Linked DNA regions of Mus musculus: regions 2 and 3 are each linked to region 1. The links are chromatin contacts, called in public promoter capture Hi-C maps. All regions are on one chromosome and are shown on one strand. The core of a region is the stretch at or near the end of the contact, and the rest is flanking DNA. Distances in the headings are between cores, read along the strand shown. Region 1 has its middle 41 kb from the start of Adamts1. Region 2 holds the start of Ltn1 (listerin E3 ubiquitin protein ligase 1). Region 3 holds the start of Usp16 (ubiquitin specific peptidase 16).

What was found. Promoter capture Hi-C pulls out the DNA fragments that hold promoters and counts their contacts.
Region 2: a promoter capture Hi-C map of stem cell-derived epiblast-like cells shows a contact between it and region 1, with 5 times the contacts expected there. The contact joins the promoter of Ltn1 here to the enhancer-like site in region 1. A contact is called at or near these places in 10 of 39 promoter capture datasets (the 3T3-L1 cell line, cranial neural crest, frontonasal cranial neural crest and 5 more) and 4 of 115 datasets of contacts at active chromatin or transcription factors (astrocytes, embryonic stem cells, kidney and 1 more).
Region 3: a contact with region 1 is called in a promoter capture Hi-C map of cranial neural crest. The contact joins the promoter of Usp16 here to the enhancer-like site in region 1. A contact is called at or near these places in 3 of 39 promoter capture datasets (the 3T3-L1 cell line and cranial neural crest) and 2 of 115 datasets of contacts at active chromatin or transcription factors (embryonic stem cells and kidney).

What each region holds. Positions count from the first base shown.
Region 1 is chr16:85,760,806-85,763,996 of GRCm38.p6, reverse strand. No RefSeq gene overlaps it. Among named protein-coding and RNA genes, the nearest start is that of Adamts1, 41 kb to the left of the region's middle. Within about 2 kb of position 1,891, at least 9 of the 459 cell types and tissues checked have an H3K27ac peak or open chromatin away from gene starts, as enhancers often do. A contact at or near this core is called in second pharyngeal arch cranial neural crest, where this site is marked.
Region 2 is chr16:87,431,134-87,434,152 of GRCm38.p6, reverse strand. Ltn1 (listerin E3 ubiquitin protein ligase 1) reads left to right here and starts at 1,547. Exons shown (of 30, transcript NM_001081068.1): 1 at 1,547-1,727. The coding sequence starts at 1,686. It overlaps Rwdd2b (RWD domain containing 2B), which reads left to right. Exons shown (of 5, transcript NM_016924.2): 5 at 1-822.
Region 3 is chr16:87,453,492-87,456,990 of GRCm38.p6, reverse strand. Usp16 (ubiquitin specific peptidase 16) reads right to left here and starts at 2,006. Exons shown (of 18, transcript NM_024258.2): 1 at 1,889-2,006.

The DNA of each region.
Region 1 (3,191 bases), core at 642-3,141:
AAAAGAAAAGAATGGATCCACAAATACAGGAGGAAAACAATCTCAAAAGATCATCTATACAGTATTGCCAACAGAAACTCTAAAGTCCATTCACTAATAAATAAAGGCTGGGTCTTGGATTTTCTGCCACTTTAAGGTCCAACTCTACTGTAATAAATTTAGGTCTGGATTTTCAGAAAGGAGTCAAAGAAGTGATAGTCATAAAAAGCTTTGAGATCTTGGTAACAGAAGAGTTAACTGATCCCAGTTTATGATAAAAGTTTCCCACAGTACTCAAAGCCACTCAGAAGTGGGTTTTGCTAACTATGAAGGTAACAAAAGAGAAAGGCAGACCAAAAGGACAGCTTTAAGATTCATTCCTTATTTTCTTATAACCATTGAGTTCTTTTATCAATATTCAGATAGGTTTCTTAGATTTCAGAATTAATGTGGTACATAAAAATTAAAATACATATATATATATATATATATATATATATATATATATATGGCACCCAAATTCCACTCAAACTACTGTAACTTTGTTAACAGCATTAAAATATTACAAACACAATGAGAAGACTGAAACTTAGCACTGGAATTCATATCCTGCATGACATTAGGTCACTAGATTCTCAGGATGTGGCTGATTGGTTATTGACTAAAATTCTGGTTTTTAATCTAAAAGGTAGTGTGCAAAGTATGGTCTAAGTTGAGGGGAAATATAGCATAGGAAATAAATTTTATGTAATATTCATTATATATGGGCACTTTGGTTCACACTCTCAGTCCATCATGAATTATTCTTGAGGTTCTAGACTATTCTTTTTCTTTTTATGGACATATAGCTCAAGCTGAACTCGCATTCACTGTGGAGCTGAAGACAACCTTGAATCCCTAATCCTGCTTCCCAAAAGCTAGGATTACAGGCATGCACCACCCTGACTGGTCTGAGTTCCTATTGGAAGACGGATACTCCAACTCATAAACTGTGGTTGATACCAACAAGCAACCACCGATGAACATCTAAAATGAAAGAAGTTAAAGACGTGTTTATTAAAACTTAGTCGAGATCCTGAAGACGTTATCCTGAGATCAAAGTTTATAGGTCTATGATACTCATTTCCTAGACATGAAAGGACCTGAAACCATATAATTCATACATTTCTCAAGCTTTTATCAAGCTAAACAAATTTGGAACAACCAAATATGATGAAGATGTCTAAGGAGGTCACTTGACACCCTATCCTCTGTTTGTACTGATGAAAATAGGCCCAAACCCTCCATTTACAATGAACTTCCATTTATTGATTTTTCTTTTTCTTAAAAACAATGGTCACCGAGAATAATGACCACGGAGTCCAAAGCAAGCCTCCTTTCCTGTAATATATAAAATATGTGTATGGCCTTGGGACATGCACGCACACACACACACACACACACACACACACACACACACACACGCTTGATCTAAGCAAATCATCCTCTAACTTTTAGATGTAGCTCACCAGCATGAAATCGGCAGCATACAAGCATACACACATCAAATGAAGACAGATGTGTGCAGAGGAAAAGCCCTTGCCTGGTTCTCATAAAAAGCTCTCAAGTTGCAGGCTGGTGGTATTTTTTTCCTTAAAAGGTAGCAGAATTTACAATTACAAAAGTCTTCATGGTGGGAAGTTGCATAATTCTCCCCGCCAGAGTCTGTTAAAAAAGAAAAGTCATCATTGTCTCCCTTAATAAACCTGATTTGCCCAGAAGTTTGTTTCCAATGACACATGCCACCCCCAAAACCCTACACTATTTCAAATCAGGAACTGAACAATACAAAAAAGAGCACTTTTTAACTGGAGACCATAATGCGCGCTCTCTAAAGGCTTTGTCACTTGGATGGAACATGTGAACGGGACGAAGCTCTGAGCTTTCCAGCATGTCCCGGGGCTGTGGTGAGCAGGGCACTAAGTTAATCATGTAACTGCTTCTCATTTGAGATAATTGCATCCTTGTCTCATAGTAGTTTTCAAGTCTCCCTCTGGCTCTTTGCAGACTCGGTGACATCTGCAAGCCACTCAAGTGCAATCTGTCACCAAAGCTCTGTCATGAGAAGGCCACTAAGAAGAAAAGGGTTGGCGTGGACTACAGGACTCTGACATGTTGAGCATTTATTTGTCCATTTCTAGGCGATCACACTCTGGGCAAAACAAAACTAGACAAGACCAAGTAAACTTCTGAATTAATCCTTTCTTTTTCAGTCTTCTTAAACCTTTCCAAATGAAGGTAAGACACGTGGTCATGTGATCCTGGAAGCAGAGATGGGCCGGAAGACTAGATCATGAGCTGGGTTCACAGTTCTTTATGAAAAAGCATCCAAGGGCATCGAGTTCCCAATGATAGTGCAGGATGCAGCTCCATCTTTCTCTTCCATGATTTCCTACCCTGTAAATTTATAGTTTTCTACAAATGGATTCCATGCAACCCCTTCAAGTCGGAGGCACAAAAGCCAAGCTTTAACAGCAATGAATGGCTACTGAATTCTCCCTGTCTTCATCACTCAGTCTGCAACTGCCAGCCAAGCAAAATAAAATGGACTTTAAGTCATAAAACTAATAGATGACAACACAGTTTCTGCTCGTGTCATATGCAGGAAACGGGGGTGGCTGGGGGTTTGGCACATAGGAAGGGATATTGTAAGTAACAGAATAAAGCCTGAGGTTGGGAGGGAAGGACAGAAACACCACGGGAAGAATATGAAAAAAATACATACCACTCTCATCAACAAGCTCTGCTCACACCCATGTGATTGTGTGTGAGTGTGTGGATTCGCATAGCTCCCTAAGGCACATCACCCACCTGTTACCCACAGGTCCTACTGTCCAGGAGCCTGGCAATCATCCCTTAGAGTCATTTAGGGTTCTGTTGTTTGGCAGTCTCTGGGAAAAACAGCTGTCTGGAATAGGGAGCAGAACTCTCAGCAGAGGACACCTGAAAGACTTGGAAATGACACCCTCGCATCTTCCTGCCATTAGTGTACTCAGAGGCAAGGAAGGACGAGTGAGATCTGGAGAGTTGGGACTGGATGCATTCCTAAGTGGGAGTTGAGAACAAGCCACCCACAGCTGGTCTTAACCTACAGGAATCAAGTGTACTCTCTTGAAAAAGGGGGAAAAGATGTTTCTTAATGTGCAGTTTCTAAAAGACTGTAACAGAAAGCA
Region 2 (3,019 bases), core at 298-2,797, 1.7 Mb before region 1:
AGTTAAGAGCATATGCTGCTAGTGCCAAGGACCTAAGTTCAGTTCCCAGCACCCCTGGCAGGGAGCTCATAACTACCTATATGTCTTTACTTCAGGGCATTTGATGTACTCTGTCCTCCAAGGGTGCATGCATGAACATAAACATGTAAATATATTTGGGGTATCAGATCCCCTGGAGCTGGAGTTACAGGAGGTTGTGAGGTACCCGGTGTGGGTGCTGGGAGCCAAACTTGGGTCCTCTGCAAGAGCAGTGCACCCTTTTAACCTCTGAGCCATCTCTACAGCTTGGTGGAAATTTCTTGACGTGAGCTGGATCTGAAGGCACATGCTTATAATCCCAGCACTTGGGAAGTAGAGGCAGGAGGATGGGAAGTTGAAGGCCAGCTGGGCTACACGAGGCTCTGTCTCATGAAACTTGAAAGACAAATTATATGTGAAGGTAATTTTGATGGTTCGACTTGCTAGGGATTTCCCACACTCTTCTGCCTTCACTAGGAACCTGGAAAAGCTGCCTGTTCACCCTCCTGGCCTCTCTTGCAGCTGCATTGGGCTGTAGGTTACAGTGCAGGATTTCTGGGGATGAATTTGCCTCTCTTCTCTTTCTGCCATGGCCCCTGAAGTGATGGCAAGAGAAAGGGCCAAGCTATCTCAGAGATGTCATTGTACAAGACACCTTGCCACATGCGGACCCAATGTTAATCCCAGCCTGTCTCCAGACCTTTGAAATAAAATGAAATTTTAAACAATCTGTGCTTGTTATCAGTAGTCAGAAGTTTGAAACTACCCTGTCTTTTAAAGTACAAACAGTATAAAGCCTTCCTCATTGGTGTTTGTGGTTCATTTCAAATTGCATGTGTTTAGATTTGGCCCCTATCTGGCCTTGCATCGCTGAAGACTGGGGCATGAGTAGAGCTCAAATGGTTTCTTGTTGTTTCTTTAAGACAGTGTCTCATGCCTATGTGACCTGATGATTCTTTTTTCTTTTTATTTCCTATTTCGAGATAGATTTTCATATATCCCAGGCTGCCCTTGAACTTTAAGTGTGCAAAGCTGACCTTAAATTTGTGATTCTCCTCTTCTCTGTGTCTTCAGTGCTGGTATTGGGAGGGTGTGCCAGCAGACCTGGTTTGCTCAATGTAGGGAATCAAACTCAGCCTTCAGGAATGCCAGGAAAGCACTCTACCAAGTTAGTCGCCCCAACTCCTCTGCTTTTATTATTTCATTTTATTTTTAAAGATTTATTTTATTTATATGAGTACACTGTAGCTTTCTTCAGACACACCAGAAAAGGGCGTCAGATCCCATTGCAGATGGTTGTGAGCTACCATGTGGTTGCTGGGAATCGAACTCAGGACCTCTGGAAGAGCAAATTCCTACACACTAGGAAGGAAATCTCTCCACTACAAATATCTCGGACAGGTTTGGCGCCACGGGCTCAACGCTGGTTTCTTATTGGTCAGCAGTGACGCCACTCAGGCAGGCGTGGCCTTCTTTGTTACGTTTCAGGCAGCGGATGGTCAGAGTCCTGACAGGGAGGCGGGAGCGGAAGTAGGAAGCCGAAAGGCTGGGAGGGCGAGGGGGAAGTGGCTACAGTGAATCCCCTTCCGGCGCGAGGGACCGGAAGTTGTGGCCCGCCCGTGTCAACTTCGGCTCTGCAGACTGAGAGCCGGGCTGCCACCGCCACCATGGGCGGGAAGAACAAGCAGCGGACTAAGGGGAACCTCAGGGTGAGTCCTGTGGTGATGGTAGCCCCGCGGCCTGCGGCCCGGGTGTCCAGAGGGCCGTGAGGGAAGAGTGTGACCTCCCGGTGTGTGCGTCCCCGCGGGTGGACAAGTCGAGGAGTTGGGACCCAAACGACGTTTCACGCCGGATCTGGGAAACGGAGCGCGCCCAGGGAGGGAGGTGTCATCGGGAAACGGTGACAGTGAGCACCCGGGCGGCCCTCGTGGGTGGCCGAGCTTGTGTAGGAGCTGTGGGAGGGAAGAAGCAAGCGTGGGCTTCACTCGCTCAGTCCCTCCTTGCCAAGGCCCGAGCCCGTCGGTGGTATGCCCGGTGTCAGGTCGGTGTCACCCGTTGGGTCTCTGGTCTCAAGCTTACCTCGCTTTTCCTGCTTCACTCTGGCCACCCTGAACTTGCCACGAACTTGGCTGGCCTGGCAGGCTTCGGATGGCCATATGTTAGGTGGCTCTAGATACCTTAATGCATCCTGTATAGCCCTGGCTGTCCTGGAACTCATTCTGTAGACCAGGCTGGCCTGGAACTCAGAAATTCTCCTGCCTCTGCCTCCCAAGTGCTGGGATTAAAAGCGTGTGCCACCACCACCTGGCGCTTTGAAAGTATCTTAAAGGCAGGTGTTTCTCTGCAGCCTTTATCCTGATGGATCACACACACATACACACACACACACACACACACACACACACACACAGTTCGCTTTTATAGACCTGTTCCACCATTTTTTTTTTAGATTTATTTATTTATTATATGTGAGTACACTGTAGCTGTCTTCAGACACCCCGGAAGAGGGAGTTAAATTTTGTTACAGATGGTTGTGAGCCATCATGTGGTTGCTGAGATTTGAACTCTGGACCTTTGGAAGAACAGTCAGTGCTCTTAACCACTGAGCCATCCTTCCAGTCCCTCATCTCTTAATTTATAAATTTTGCTGACCCTTAGGAGAGTTGATCTCAGTATTTAACACCCAAGTTCTCTACCTTATGTATTCTAAAAACAGTGTCATTCTTCATATAACATGTGAAACTTTAACCATGGTGGAGTACACAAATATAACATGTAGACTTACAATTTGTATTTCTACTAACTTTTATAGATTTAATTCTGTTTTTATTTTATTTTGATTTTGGTTTATCAAGGCAGTTTCTCTTTGTAGCTCACCTGTCCTGGAAGTCGTTCACAGATGTGCCTGCCTCTGTCTCTACAGTGCTGGGATTAAAGGCATGCACCACCAGGACTGACTTAAAGTTGTTTTTAGATAATAACATTTTCAAAGCATTTATGA
Region 3 (3,499 bases), core at 757-3,256, 1.7 Mb before region 1:
GGTAGAGCGGACCCCACAGCCCTACGCTCAGAAGCTTCAGCGGAGGGAATCCAGAACTCAAGGCCATCCTCAACTACTATACACTGAGCTTGCGGCCAGCCTGGGGTAGCCAAGACCTTGCAATGAACAAAGAGGAGCACAGAGTACAGAGGGCTGGATAAAATGGTCCTCTTTTAGGGGGAAAAAAAAAAAAGAGTATCCAACTTCTTCTCTCCAAGCTAACCTCCTCTAAACTGTGCCACATTAGTGCAAGATTCATCTTCAGATAGCGTCATTTGTATATCACTCTAATGAACCTATTAAACAGCCAAAACATCCAAGTTTATACTCTAGAACTTGTCCCCTTCAACCTGGCCCCAACGTACTAGCAATCCTGACTCATAACTCATCAACAAAAACAATTAACGAGACAGTTCCAAAACCATCATGTTTGATTTTCACGATCATCTTTTAAATGAAGATACTCACTAAAGAAAGAAATTTAAAAACAAAACCACTCTAGTCCCGGCTGACCTAACCCTCCAGAGATCCAACTACCTCTGCCTCCCACAATGCTGGGATTAAAGGCGTGTGCCAACATCACCACCAGGTTTTAATGAAGATTTAAGAAAACCTGCATTAGCCGCGTTGAAGGCCAGCCTGGTCTATGGAGCGAGTTCCAAGACAGCCAAAGCTGTACAAGAAGACCTTGTCTCGAAGAACAAAGCAAACACACAGAGAGGGACAGAGAGGAAAAAGATATGTACTATCCTGTATCTGTTTCTCTACCACAGTAAACTGCTTTTCAAATCTATAATCTGAACAATTTCTCTCTCCTTTCCTCCCTCTCCCCCTCCCCCTCCCACCCTACCCCCACCCTCCTCTGAAATCCGAAGCCTTAGGAGAAAGAACTGGTTCTGGGCAGAATTTCTATCTTGCCTATAGCATACTGTGAGTACATAGTAGGTCCTCAAGAAAAACTTCCTCCGCTAATGGCGCACACCTTTAATCCCAGCACCGCAAAAGTAGGCAGTTACAAAGCTCCAGGCCAGCTACAGCGAGGTGGTCAGATGGACGGACGGACGGACGGACGGACAGAGGGACAGAGAGATGAGATGAGATGAGATGAGAGAGAATATTACCTGAGAAGGCACAACTTCAGGTGTAAAAGAAAAAGGCGGACATGCGGACATTAATTAAATCATAAGCCTTCAGTTGTGGAGACAGAGCTAGAAGATCTGGTTTAAGGACTGCAGCTTCCCTTGAGACAGCAGAGGGAAACTTGAAAGACAAACTTTTAATTAGGGCAACCAAACCCATGACTGAAGTGTCAGTCGATGCTACTGAAGGAGCTACAGTAAACTTCTGACAGCTGTGAAGGTCACTGCTGCGCCGTGGGAACGGCGTCTATAAAACAGTAATGCTCGGTCCCGCAGCGTCCAGGGGAGTTTTCAGACGAGAATTGCCACCTTGGTCCAACTACTCGCTCGCGGCTCCCTCCCTTGGCTGAAATCACAACTCCTGCTGTCAGCCTCCTATCCAGCCGGCTGCTTTCCTTTTCTGCCCTCCCGGTCCTCCTCTGCCTTCGCTAAGCCATCATCACCACCAAGGCAATGTCGGAAAGCCCCTGTCAGCAGGTCTCTCTACAACGTGGCTCTCCAGTTTCGACGTAGGCTGTCACCCGGAGGTGGCAGCGCCAGCCGCGCTTACAACGCACACGGTGTCACCGGGCGCTCCCCGGAGCTCGCACGCCAGCCGCCCGCCCAGCCACCCTTCCCGTCGCCCGCCGGCCCTACCGACTGCTCGGCGCCCACCGGGCCGGCCCTGGAGCCGACAGCACCCGCAGTAGATGAGGATGAGGCCGAGGCAGGGCGGGAGTGTGGCGGCGGCGGGGGTGGCCGGTACTCACCCGGGGCGACGGCGCCCATAACTGCCTCCCGCGACGGGCCCGGAGCCGGCCGCCAGCTCCGCTTCCTCCAGGTGACGCAGAGAGAGCGACGCGGTGGAACCAGCCACCCTCCCGGAGAGGCAACTTCCGGAACGCGGCATTGTGGGAAATGGCTCGGCCTCCCTTGGGGTGGGTGCGTGGGAGGCCCGCCACGTGTTCACTGCAGTGTTAACTGTGGAGTAATTTAAATCCTCCTAGGGAGTGGATGACGGGTCCTGGCCCTTGGCTTGGAAAGTCCTTCATGGCTACCTCTCTTAAATACGTTATTTCTGCAGGATGGCCAAGAGAGCGACGTAATTACACACGTCTCTCCTTTCCCCTAATCCTGTCCCACTCGCTTATAAATGTGAGTGTTCTTTCTTCCAACCCCAGCCTTCACCTTGCTGACCTTGTCCAAACTGACAGGAATTAAAGGGGAATGTTACAGTGTAAAGTCCTGAAGATTTGAGTTGCGGTTGGTTGACGAGAAACAGTAACTACACACTCTGTGCCGAGTCTTTTGTAGCACCCGTTAAGCGGACCTCAGCGGAGACAGTAATCACAGAAAACTACCTGTGCGTGTTAGTAGCAAAATAGGCAGAAGTAAGCAACACGGTAAAAGAACAGTTGATGGTGTGTGCGAGGGGATGCCATAAAGAAACCACTTGAAACTGCCGCTCAGTTAGGGGGAAGGTTTTTATTGTGAATAAGAGAAAAACTACTCAAAGGCATCGGGAAGAGTCCAGTGCAGAGAGAGGAAGGCCAGGGCTAGGGAAGCAAGAGAGTGGGAAAGAAGAGTGGATGGACATAGCACGATTGAAAAAAAAAAAAAGTAGCCAGAAGAGTCGGGGGCAAGGAAGGGGCAAAGAGAACGGGAATCAGGACCCAGATGAGAGAAGGTCCTGCGGGCTAGGGTGAAGGCTTTGAGATGTGTACTTGTGAACCGGGACTGAGGGAGCCTAGAGGCCAGTTCTAGACTTATCTAGACCTATCATAGGCAACCGCGAGTGTATATTAATGGAGAATCATGTCCCTTCTGTCAGAGGCAAGGGACATGAGTCCTTTTGGGGAGAAAACAAACCCTCAAGGTTCCTCAAACCTCAAAGATCCCGAGGAATGTTGGCTTTTTATCTAACCACCCGAAATCCTTCCATAGTCCAGCTTGAGCTCATTTCTAGATATATGGCCTTCTAAAAGATTGCAAATGAAATATTCAAACTTACTAGTTGTCAGATAAAACTATGTTGAAATAGTAGCATAAAACTGGAAAATTGGCCAGTATAATTTTTTTTAATTAATCACTCTATTGGTTTATATCTCAAATGATATCCCAGTTCCCAGTTACCCCTCCACCAACTTCTCATCCCACATGTGCCCTCCCCACTCCACTCTGCCTATATGAGGGTGCTCCCCCACCCACCCACACTCTCCAGCCCCACCTCTCTGGCATCCTTGTATGCTGGGGCTCAAACCTCCCTGGGACAAAGGGCTTCCCCTCCCATTGCTGTCAGGCAAGGGCATCCTCTGCTACCTATATGTTTGGAGCCATGGATCCCTCCAGGTACTCTCCTTAGTTGGTGGTCTAGACTCTGG